Regions from separate parts of the Mus musculus genome. Here region 2 is linked to region 1. Evidence: chromatin contacts called from public Hi-C data. All regions are on one chromosome and are shown on one strand. The core of a region is the stretch at or near the end of the contact, and the rest is flanking DNA. Distances in the headings are between cores, read along the strand shown. Region 1 has its middle 30 kb from the start of 9130015G15Rik. Region 2 overlaps Nav2 (neuron navigator 2).

What was found. Hi-C and Micro-C count contacts between places; a contact is called where the count stands out from the background.
Region 2: a contact with region 1 is called in a Hi-C map of cortical neurons, with 1.6 times the contacts expected there. The contact joins two enhancer-like sites. A contact is called at or near these places in 3 of 484 Hi-C or Micro-C datasets (cerebral cortex, cortical neurons and nephron progenitors) and 1 of 115 datasets of contacts at active chromatin or transcription factors (VIP interneurons).

What each region holds. Positions count from the first base shown.
Region 1 is chr7:49,189,394-49,194,042 of GRCm38.p6, reverse strand. It overlaps a transcript of Nav2 not described here. Among named protein-coding and RNA genes, the nearest start is that of 9130015G15Rik, 30 kb to the right of the region's middle. Within about 2 kb of position 2,687, at least 50 of the 459 cell types and tissues checked have an H3K27ac peak or open chromatin away from gene starts, as enhancers often do. A contact at or near this core is called in cortical neurons, where this site is marked.
Region 2 is chr7:49,424,143-49,428,791 of GRCm38.p6, reverse strand. The region is part of intron 6 of Nav2 (neuron navigator 2); the gene reads right to left. Among named protein-coding and RNA genes, the nearest start is that of Gm51447, 12 kb to the left of the region's middle. Within about 2 kb of position 2,576, at least 8 of the 459 cell types and tissues checked have an H3K27ac peak or open chromatin away from gene starts, as enhancers often do. A contact at or near this core is called in cortical neurons, where this site is marked.

The DNA of each region.
Region 1 (4,649 bases), core at 1,438-3,937:
TCTACAGTGTGGATGTGTGTGTGTGTGTGTGTGTGTGTGTGTGTGTGTGTGTATGTGTGTGTATGTATGTGTGTGGTCTGACTACTGTGGTCAGAAGGCTCACTAGGTTATACCGTGCTCGGAAGCTCCATTGTGGCCAGCTGGTATGGGTGTGTTGTCATACATGGCCAATAGTTAGACGTTTGGACATTTGTGTCAGGGAGAGGCCTGTTGACATTCTGGTTCCTGTTTCCCAGCTCTGACACTTGAACAAGTAAGTGTCTGAAAACTCATTTTATTCCTCTATCAAATTGAGATAATACTGGTCTTTTTATGGCTCTTCTGATGGCTGAATGTGTTTAAACGCAGAGACTGTGTCCTTGAGAGGTGAGGAGTGTTAGTAGGGCCTTTCTCTTGAGGCCCTGCCCATCTGGCCTGCCCTGGCTGCCATCACTGACCTCCTTGGTGGATATGGTCCTAGCTCTATTAGGTTTCAGGGATGGAACACTTCCAGAAAGTAGCAGAGCACAGTAGGAAGGAGACACAATGTGGACAGAGGCATGTCTCCAGGTACATACAGCCTTAGAGACAGCCAGCTGGTGTGGCATAAACAGAGGAAGATATGGGCACTGAAAACTGAGTTGAGTTCAGATCTGTAACACCCACCCACCCACCTTCTCTGGGCCACTGGTGATGGTTCTTGTTGGTGCTGCTGTTTTGTTCTTTAATTTTTGTGAACCAGATGCGTGAAATGACTTCTAGCTGCTCTGCAGTGTAACGTGGAAATGAATCAGACTCTCACCACAAAGAGCACTCACAGAAACGGAATTCTGGCCGCTTGATTCTGCTCTTCTGCCTTTCCAGGTCTATTAGAAGGCCACAGTGAGCTCTGGAGATGCTCTGCTTCAACCGTTCTCAACTTGCACCTCAGGCTGGACCCCTGCATCTGCCACGCCAAGTTCCTCTCCCATAGTCCCACTTGGACTTCTAGAAGTTCTGGCAACTAGATCAAAGCCAAGAGAGTTCTCGAGTCCCCCTTCTTTCTCATGACCTGCCCCTCTGCCATTTTCTGTCCACTTTCGGTGGCATTGGATAGTATGCCTGATTCTTCCTTCTCAAATACCTTTCATCCAAATCACAACGCTATTGGCTCTACCTGCTCACACATCCTACTCACATCTCAGACCTGCAGCTGTCACATGAGCCATCACACGTGTCCAGGAGACATGTCTCCCTTGGAGCAGTGCTCCTACAGATGAGTTCATGGGTTATGCTGGAGCCCCAGACTGTCCTATTTCTACTCCTCCTCCTTCTACCAGCAGCCTTTACTTTGCATCAACAGCCAGGGAGGACACACTAGCACATCTGATTGTATTCACTGCAGCCCCCCAATGTGTGCACTTGCAGCCCTGGTTTGCCCTACCAGGCTCTGCCACAACCACCTCTATGGTTTCCCTTCCTCTCAGCACAGGTGACCTCCTTTTTGCTTCTTCAGCACAGCCAGCCACCCTGGCCACAAGCCTTGGTTTCACACTTGATTAGCTAGCTGCTCTACTGATAAAAGCTGTGCCTGAGAGGTCCTCACACCAGCCAGCCTGAGGTGTTCCTGGGGATGGCTCATCTCCATTGTCAACTCTGGCCTCAAACCACCTGCAGTCTTCCATCTCCTCATAGGCTGGGATGTCCTGACAGCCCCTGTCAAGGTTCTGTGTTTTGTCATTTCTGTTTGCTATTTAGAGAGACACCTGGCCTGAAGCTGTGGGCTGAGAAGAGTGCAATGTGGAGAGTCCGAGTTGACGCTGCCCAGTCTCTGCAGGGAAAGCCACCCTGAGCCAGGTCTCTCAAAATGACCCCTGTCAGCTCTATCAGATGCATCAAGAGAGCTGCTGCTCTCTTCCTTCTCTGCCAGGGTCCCAAAGGAGCACAAGGCTGCTGACCCTTGTCTTTAGTCACCCTTGAATTGTCTCTAGGCAAAATGTGGGGTGGTGGGATGGCTCTGTCCAGGAGCGGCCTCCCCAGACTCAGCTCCCAGCCCTGCCAGAGAAGGGTTTATCACACTTAAGGGGTGACTTAAGCTCTGAGCCTCTGTTCCTGGTCTGTAAAATGGGGGTCATTGTGGTCAACTCCCTCACACAAGTACAAGTATATTCGAACCCACAAGAAGCTCAGGATGGGGCCTGGCTCCCAGGACACAGGCATAACCATTAGCTATTGATGTTATCCAATTCACAGCCATAGAGGGAGTAGGTTTTGCTACCAATTCTGTCCGTCTGTGTCTATAGTCGTCTGCAGATTCATGTCTATTTTCTCATATGCAAATGAGATACTCACAGCAACCTGGCAGGTCGATGCTCAGTGAATGGTAAGATGCTTGGCTCTAAGAGAGGCTTAATAGAAGCTAGTCCTGTCCCTTCTATTCCCCACTCCCCTCTGAAGCTTGTTTCTGCACTCACAGCACTCCTCTCTCTGCTGTCACACTGAATAAATGAATACGTTAAGTCAGTGCACGCAGATACTTTAAGAATCCAGGCTGGTACATTTCCCAGGTTTCTCCGCCATCCATCACGAAACATTAACAAGAGCACTTAGAGAAAGGCATCAAGGATAGAACTAAGCTCCTCCTCAGCTTGGTAGCTCTTGTGCCAAGTGTCACATGCTATTAAGGACAAGGGCAGGAGAGGCTGAGCTGAGAGGGGAGTCGCTAAGAGTGGCGGTGGGGTGGAGGAAGGATGGTGCCTGAGAGGCTGTGAAGGGCTGGAGCTTGCTGCTGGATAGCCCTCAGCCTTCCCTGGAAGCTTTCACAAACAGAAAAGCAATGTTCTGTAGACTGAAGAGAGACAGCAACACCCCAAATGCTCAATGGCTGAGCAAATTGTAGCCTGTGCAGATTACCCAGCATGTCGCAGCCTGGAGGGAGAGAGGAGTGAATTTCCATGTGCTGCCATGGAAGGCACCTGGTGAAAAGGAGAATGCTGGCTACAGTCCGGCTCTCTTTGTGCTGGGAAGTTCTATGGCTGTACATGAACACAGACACACATGGATGTAAGAGCAGGACTACAAACAGCAACGGGCACTGGGGGTAGGGGGCGGGGGGGGGGGGTGGGACTGGGCAAGGAAAGCAGCCCAGAGCAGTCACTTGGTGGGGGTAGGTGCTGAAACTCTGCTTCCCCCTTTTGGTTACATACAGGTCTCTGCTAGTGATTGTTTTGCACATGCATTGCTTTGGAAGATGAGGGGAAATGAAACAAAGTAAGAAAGGAGAAATTAATTCTGCAAGGGGCCTGTGATTGGGCCAAAGATCCCTCCAAGCCCTCTGGCAGCACTCCAGAGCCTGTTGAAGATGCTGAAGGAAGGCTTCCATTAGCTGGGGGGAGCAGAAGGGCACACAGACAGTATATCTGGCAATTGGCTTCTCTTAATAGGCTAACATGTTAGATTCAGCTCATGCATTGATTTAGTGGGTAAGATCCTTCTCTGTCCCAGGATGCTTTCACCACCCAGACTGCAGCTTTGCCTCTTCACTCAGGCACCTAGGACCCTTCCTCACAAGACCTATCCAAGTAGAGCTCCATCATTCTGAGATTGGAAAAAGGCATGTTTGGTTTTGTTTCATGACACACCCTGCCAGAAACGGTGTTTAGAAACAGATGGCATCTGCCAGGACTCCCATCTGCTCTGTCCTTCCAGGAAGGATGAAAATAGATGATGGGTTCATCTTCCCAGCTTCTGTTTCCAGAAGGATCCTCTATGGTCTTTTCAATCACTCAGGTTACCAATAAGATCCTTGTCCTGGGCGTTCATCTTGGTTGCAGTCACCGTTTGACATACTTTACCTAAGTACGTCTTTACAATGAAAGTTCAAAGCCAATGCAAGATGTTTCTTTGGTAGATGTGGACACCAAGGCCTGATAGGCAGAGGGTAAAGGGTGGGGGAAGCACTCTTAAATTCTAGGAAAAAAAAAGCCTCACCCCCAATGGTCCAAGGCCACTCTCTCCAGCAGATGCTCACTATAAACATGGCACACAGCCTTGCCAGGAGTATTGGCATCCTTGTCACCTGTACCCCAGGGATGTGCATTCGAACCTCTTTCCCCTTAGGGGCCTGGTAAACTAACAATACCTGAGTTTAGCTACCACTTAATCTACCTCCACACAGCCTGCCCCCCCCCCCGAGAAAACCCATCTGCCCTGGAGAATAGCCATGAAGGACATCTTCCAGAAAAGCTCCCCAGGGTTACAGTGGGTCCACACAATGTGCCTGCTCAGTAGAATGGAGTGGAATAGATGTTTATTTCAGGAGCCCCGAGACTTGGACTTAGACAATGATGCTTCGGCCCCTTGTGACCTGAGCAGGCAGATCTCCCTCTTTAGGATAACTGCACTAAGCACTGATTTACACAGAATAAAATGCACCATTGGAAGTGTTTCTAAAAATGTGTGGCTTCTGTCGCTGCTGCTGCTGCAATCCGGATATAGGTGTTCCCGTTACCCCAAAGGCTCTCTGAGCTTTCATTCCTAGAGCTTAAATTTCCCTTTTATAGAATTTTGCACAGATGGAATTATTCTACATTCAGATTTTCTCCTTGGCTTCTATCTCCCAGTATAATGTCTTTAAGATTCATTTATGTTACTCATGTGCCTGCCTGCAGGTTGGTCCTATTCATGGCTAG
Region 2 (4,649 bases), core at 1,327-3,826, 230 kb before region 1:
AGCATAAGAAGACAAGCCATGATGTCCCTTTCAGAGGTTAGGTCCCAGTGGGCCTTATACATCCCAACCATTTATCCCAGAACTCATCTGAACACCATAAAAACAGTCAGAAAGGAGCCGCTGGCAGAAAGATCATGCAGGGATCACCGGGTCATCTTGGCAATGGCTGTTCTAGATGACCCCAGACACATTTTCACACACATGGGACACCTCCGTAGAAATATCTGGCCAACCCGAAAGCTCGTGGGAAATAGCACACAGCTATTATGTGAAAATATCACTTTTCAGGGCTTGTGACTAACAAGCGTGTTCTGCCAAGCTCAAGGCTGAGACGTCCAGAGGGAAGCTAGCTCCCACAAGTCCCCTGTAACTTCTGAGGCTGTGAAGGTGTTTGCAGAAAGAAAACACACTTCTGTTGGAGGAACGGAGATGAAATGTCTTGGATTTGACTACGGGATCAATGGGATAACATGGGTGAGAATTCCCGTCCTAGGATACATGTTTAGTGTGGACAAGCCACTCCCACCCCTGCTGCCCATATGCCCTTGGTTTGATTGTGGAGCAGATGGACTTAACACAATACAAAGCCATCCTGGCCCATAAGAAAGCCTGTGTCTGAGCCCAGCATGCCTAACACATGATTGACAGACAGAATAAGGTCATCACCAGGGCTAGAAACCTTCAAAGCAGAGACAGGTTTCTTCGATATAAGGCCTAAAATGACTTGCTCTCACAGCAGGCTGGGTTTTGCTTGATGAGTGGTGCCCCCTACAGGAAGCATGCGAAACAGGCCTTTGAGTACTCTGCGGCCATAAGGAGGACTGCAGAGCAAGACTTAACCAGTTCACAACTTAGCTGAACTTGTGAGAGACATCATCCCAAGTACACGGGGAGGGGGAGTGGGGAGAGTCAATGCAAATGTCACCGAGGGTACCTTTGCACGCTTTTCTTCCCTCCCAACTGTCCTTCCTTCCTTGAAACAGAACCGAGTTCTAGAGTGTAAGTAACGCCGCTGAGGATAGAGTACATTTGGGATGGATGGATGGATGGATGGATGGATGGATGGATGCCTTTACAGGAGGTGGGGCTTAAGGAAAGGTCACATATTATGGGGTTTACCAGTAACTTTATCCAAATCACAGAAGCACTTCCAGAACCTGCATAAATCACAGTCTCCCTCCTTTATCTGAGAAAATCAGTTCAGAGGTTTACAAACATCACCAAGGCTGTCTGCTGAAACCTAACATGTGGCAGCCAGAACAGGGCTGATCTGACTGCCTGAACACCTCTGGGGGCCAGAGACCTCCCCTCCCAAAAGATTTATCCATCCAGCTGGGAGAAAACAGAAACAAAAGCCCTTTATATTTATTTTTTAATGGGGATCCAAGAGTTGTTTCTCTGTTTTATTAACTTGTGTGTGTGTGTGTTTGTTCTTTTCAATGCCCATGTTCTAAAACATCCCAACTATTGTGTGAGCAAATGGGTAAACACAATAAAGGAGACCCTGCAAATTTTGTGGGTCTCACCTTTGAGGCCCCCCAGCCCAGAAGCATACATCTATGTGTGGCATCTAAGTTTCTGCAGAGGAGTAAGTACCGACTCTATTGGTTGATTTTTTACTTGTCTCTCTCACCAGACTGTAAGTCCCACTAGGGCAAGGCCTGGCACCTCTCTCTACACTCTAGACTATCAGTGACTATTCTGATGCTTAATACAGAAGAGACTTTGCACAAATGACCTTAGACATGTCCCGGAACATGAAGGGTGTATGATCAAGAGTGGGGCTGTTAACCATACTGCTTTGTCTCATTTGAAATTAGTCACCCGCGAAAAACAAATAAAATCTAGCAAACCTTTCCAGTTAGTAAAAAATCCACTCCTGCTAGCAAAGATCTCTTTCCTTAGGATTCATCCTTCTCCTTGAATCCCACGGCTCAATGCCCACCTCAGGGGGAGTGAGTGACAGCTAAGAGGAGGAGGGGCTTAGTTCAGCAGCTCACCTAGCTACTCACCTGGGGGAGGGGGGTGAGTGACAGCTGAGAGGAGGAGGGGCTTAGCTCAGGCCCTCAGTCAGTTCCTTGTTACTACAGACAGAATTTTTCCTCCAGGCCACCAGGACCTTACTGAACATACTTAGCCGTTCTTGGGTCTACAGTCACCCTCCCAAGTGGAGGAAAGAAAGCAGGGAACCTATGCCTGGACGGGAACATCTAGACAATCGAAGCATCTTTACACTTCTAACAGGGTACCTTAGTTCAATGGTTAAGAGCATTGAATGCTCTTCCAGAGGACCCAGTTTTGATTCTCAGCACCACAAGGCATTTCACAACCATCTGTAATTTAGTTCCAAGGGCTCTGATACCCTGTTCTGGCCTGTGCCAGCATCGAGGGACGCAATCTGCACACAGATATACACATAGGCAAAAATACCCATATTTATAAGACAAAAAAAAAATTTTTTTTAAAGTTAAATTAAGAAAAAAGAATGCTAGACAGAGATGAGATGTAGCACAAGACTTAGACAGCAGAGGGCAGCAGAGGCTCACTGTCGTGGGCTACTGAAGCAAGATGGTTGTGTGAATTTTGTTTTGTTTTGTTTTCTTTCTTCTCTCTCTCTCAAAGCCTCGCTTTTCCCAAGCTGAGTCTCTATAGGCTGAGGGCCTTGCAACCCAGTTGTCATTTCTGGAAAATACTATGATTCTCCCATCACAGTCAAGGCAACAGGCTCAGGACACAGAGGGACCTGCATCACCTTACAAAGAATTAGGCAGGCTACGGACGCTGATGCTTGAGCCTGCGTTATCATCCGCAAAGCTCAAAGAGCCTCTAAGCTACAGAAACAGGCATAGGCACTGCTGAAACCCAGCAGGAGCTCCTCGGGATCCCGGTGCACAACATCCTTCAGCATGGCCACTCACACAGGCACAACAGTCACAGACAGGCTTACCAACAATTGAGGCTACCTTCGCCAATACCTTAAAACGGATATTCTTGCTGCGACCCTTCACGTACTGCATCTAGAGGCTGTATCCCTCCCACACCAGGCTGGTGTTCTAAAGAACATCTTATCTGATAGGTTGGTTTCAGCCCTAGAGAGTCTGTCTTCTGCAGAGAAGGGCTCAAGTGCCTTCATGAGATGCCCATCACCAAGTACCAGCTGTGGCTGGACTAGAGGTTCACAGCTCAGTTGCCCCTCTCCCCTCTTGCAACGTGAAGACAGGCCTTCCATGTCCACAGAGGAGTTCATTTCATTTACTCCAAAATAAATTTATCTTTAAATGTAGATGAATACTGTCAAATACACAAGTTAGGAGGAAAAAAATGTTTTTAAAGAATATTAAAATGGAATGAACCTAGCCTTGCAGATCAAACTGCGGTAACCCTGACTAAGAGAGCACCCAGATGCCTAAGTGTATTCCCCTGCTAATGAAGCTTAAAATGAAATAGAACTCATGTACATGGGATGCTCTCTGCCTGACAAACAGGGGCAGGAGAAGCACTGGACTGATGACCTGCAGATCACACGCACAACAGGCACTCATCTCACACCCCAACACAGACTAAACCAAATTCGCATTTTGTCTTCTCATCCGACTCAGTTTCCTTTCCTCCTTCTCATTCTTCCTGCTCCCCAAAGCAAGGACAGCGTTCAGCGAAACCGTAAGCTGGTGTGCTGATTTGGTAGCACGTCCATATTGCAGAAAAGGCAAACCTGGCCACACAACCGTCTTGTTTCCATGAGAAAGGGTGAGCCCAAGCGCCACCATTCATAGCCTTACACACACCCAAGGGCTTTCCTGCCCCCTCTCCCCAGGGCTTTCCCGAATTCTGCAGCAGATAAGAAAATGGCCCCCAAAGACAGCCAGAGAAAACACACCAGACATAATTTTGTTCCCCTTGATGGTTGGCTTTTGTTTAATCCTAGTGTTAAGGACAAAAGCTGGAGTGTGAGGCTTTCATAGTTCTCCCTGGTGTCTGCTCTCCTGGGCAGAAAGAGACTCCAAACTCTTTAAGAGCCACGAGCACAAAGAACTGACTAGGGAAAGCTGAAACCCTCAAAGCACTCCTGGCCTTCTGCTACCATAGACACCACCTTGCGTACCTGCAGCCCAAGTAAGGGGTCAAACCCCAGCTCCTTGTTTTCTATGAGCTCAGCTGGCACAAGAAAGAATGAGAACATTTTAAAATAAAATACAACAATGACTTGAAGACTGGCAAGGTAAAAAAACACAAAACCAAAGTTGGCTTTGAAGTCCCTGGCTGTCAGTGAACCCAGTTATCAAGTGCTGGCTCTGAGAATAAATTTAAATATAGCTGTGATAAAATGGATATAAAATTTTCATGGCTCCCCATTTTTGAGCTCCTGCTGCATGCTGGGCTTGACTTGGGGGGTATGGAACAGGGGGGGGGATGGGTCTCACTACCTATAGTCACCCCTGTAACAGTAAGTCATCAAATTCTCGCTGAGAGTTACAGGGCAATTAGAAAATGGTGTTTCTCGTGACGTGCATCTAAGAACACAAGGCTAAGAAGAGTAAGGGTTTTCCACCTTTACAGCTTGAGGATTATAGGAATCTCAAATATAAACTCAGAAGCCAGAATCGAAAGGGCAAAGTGTATGAAGTCCAGGGTCTATATTTGCATAGCCA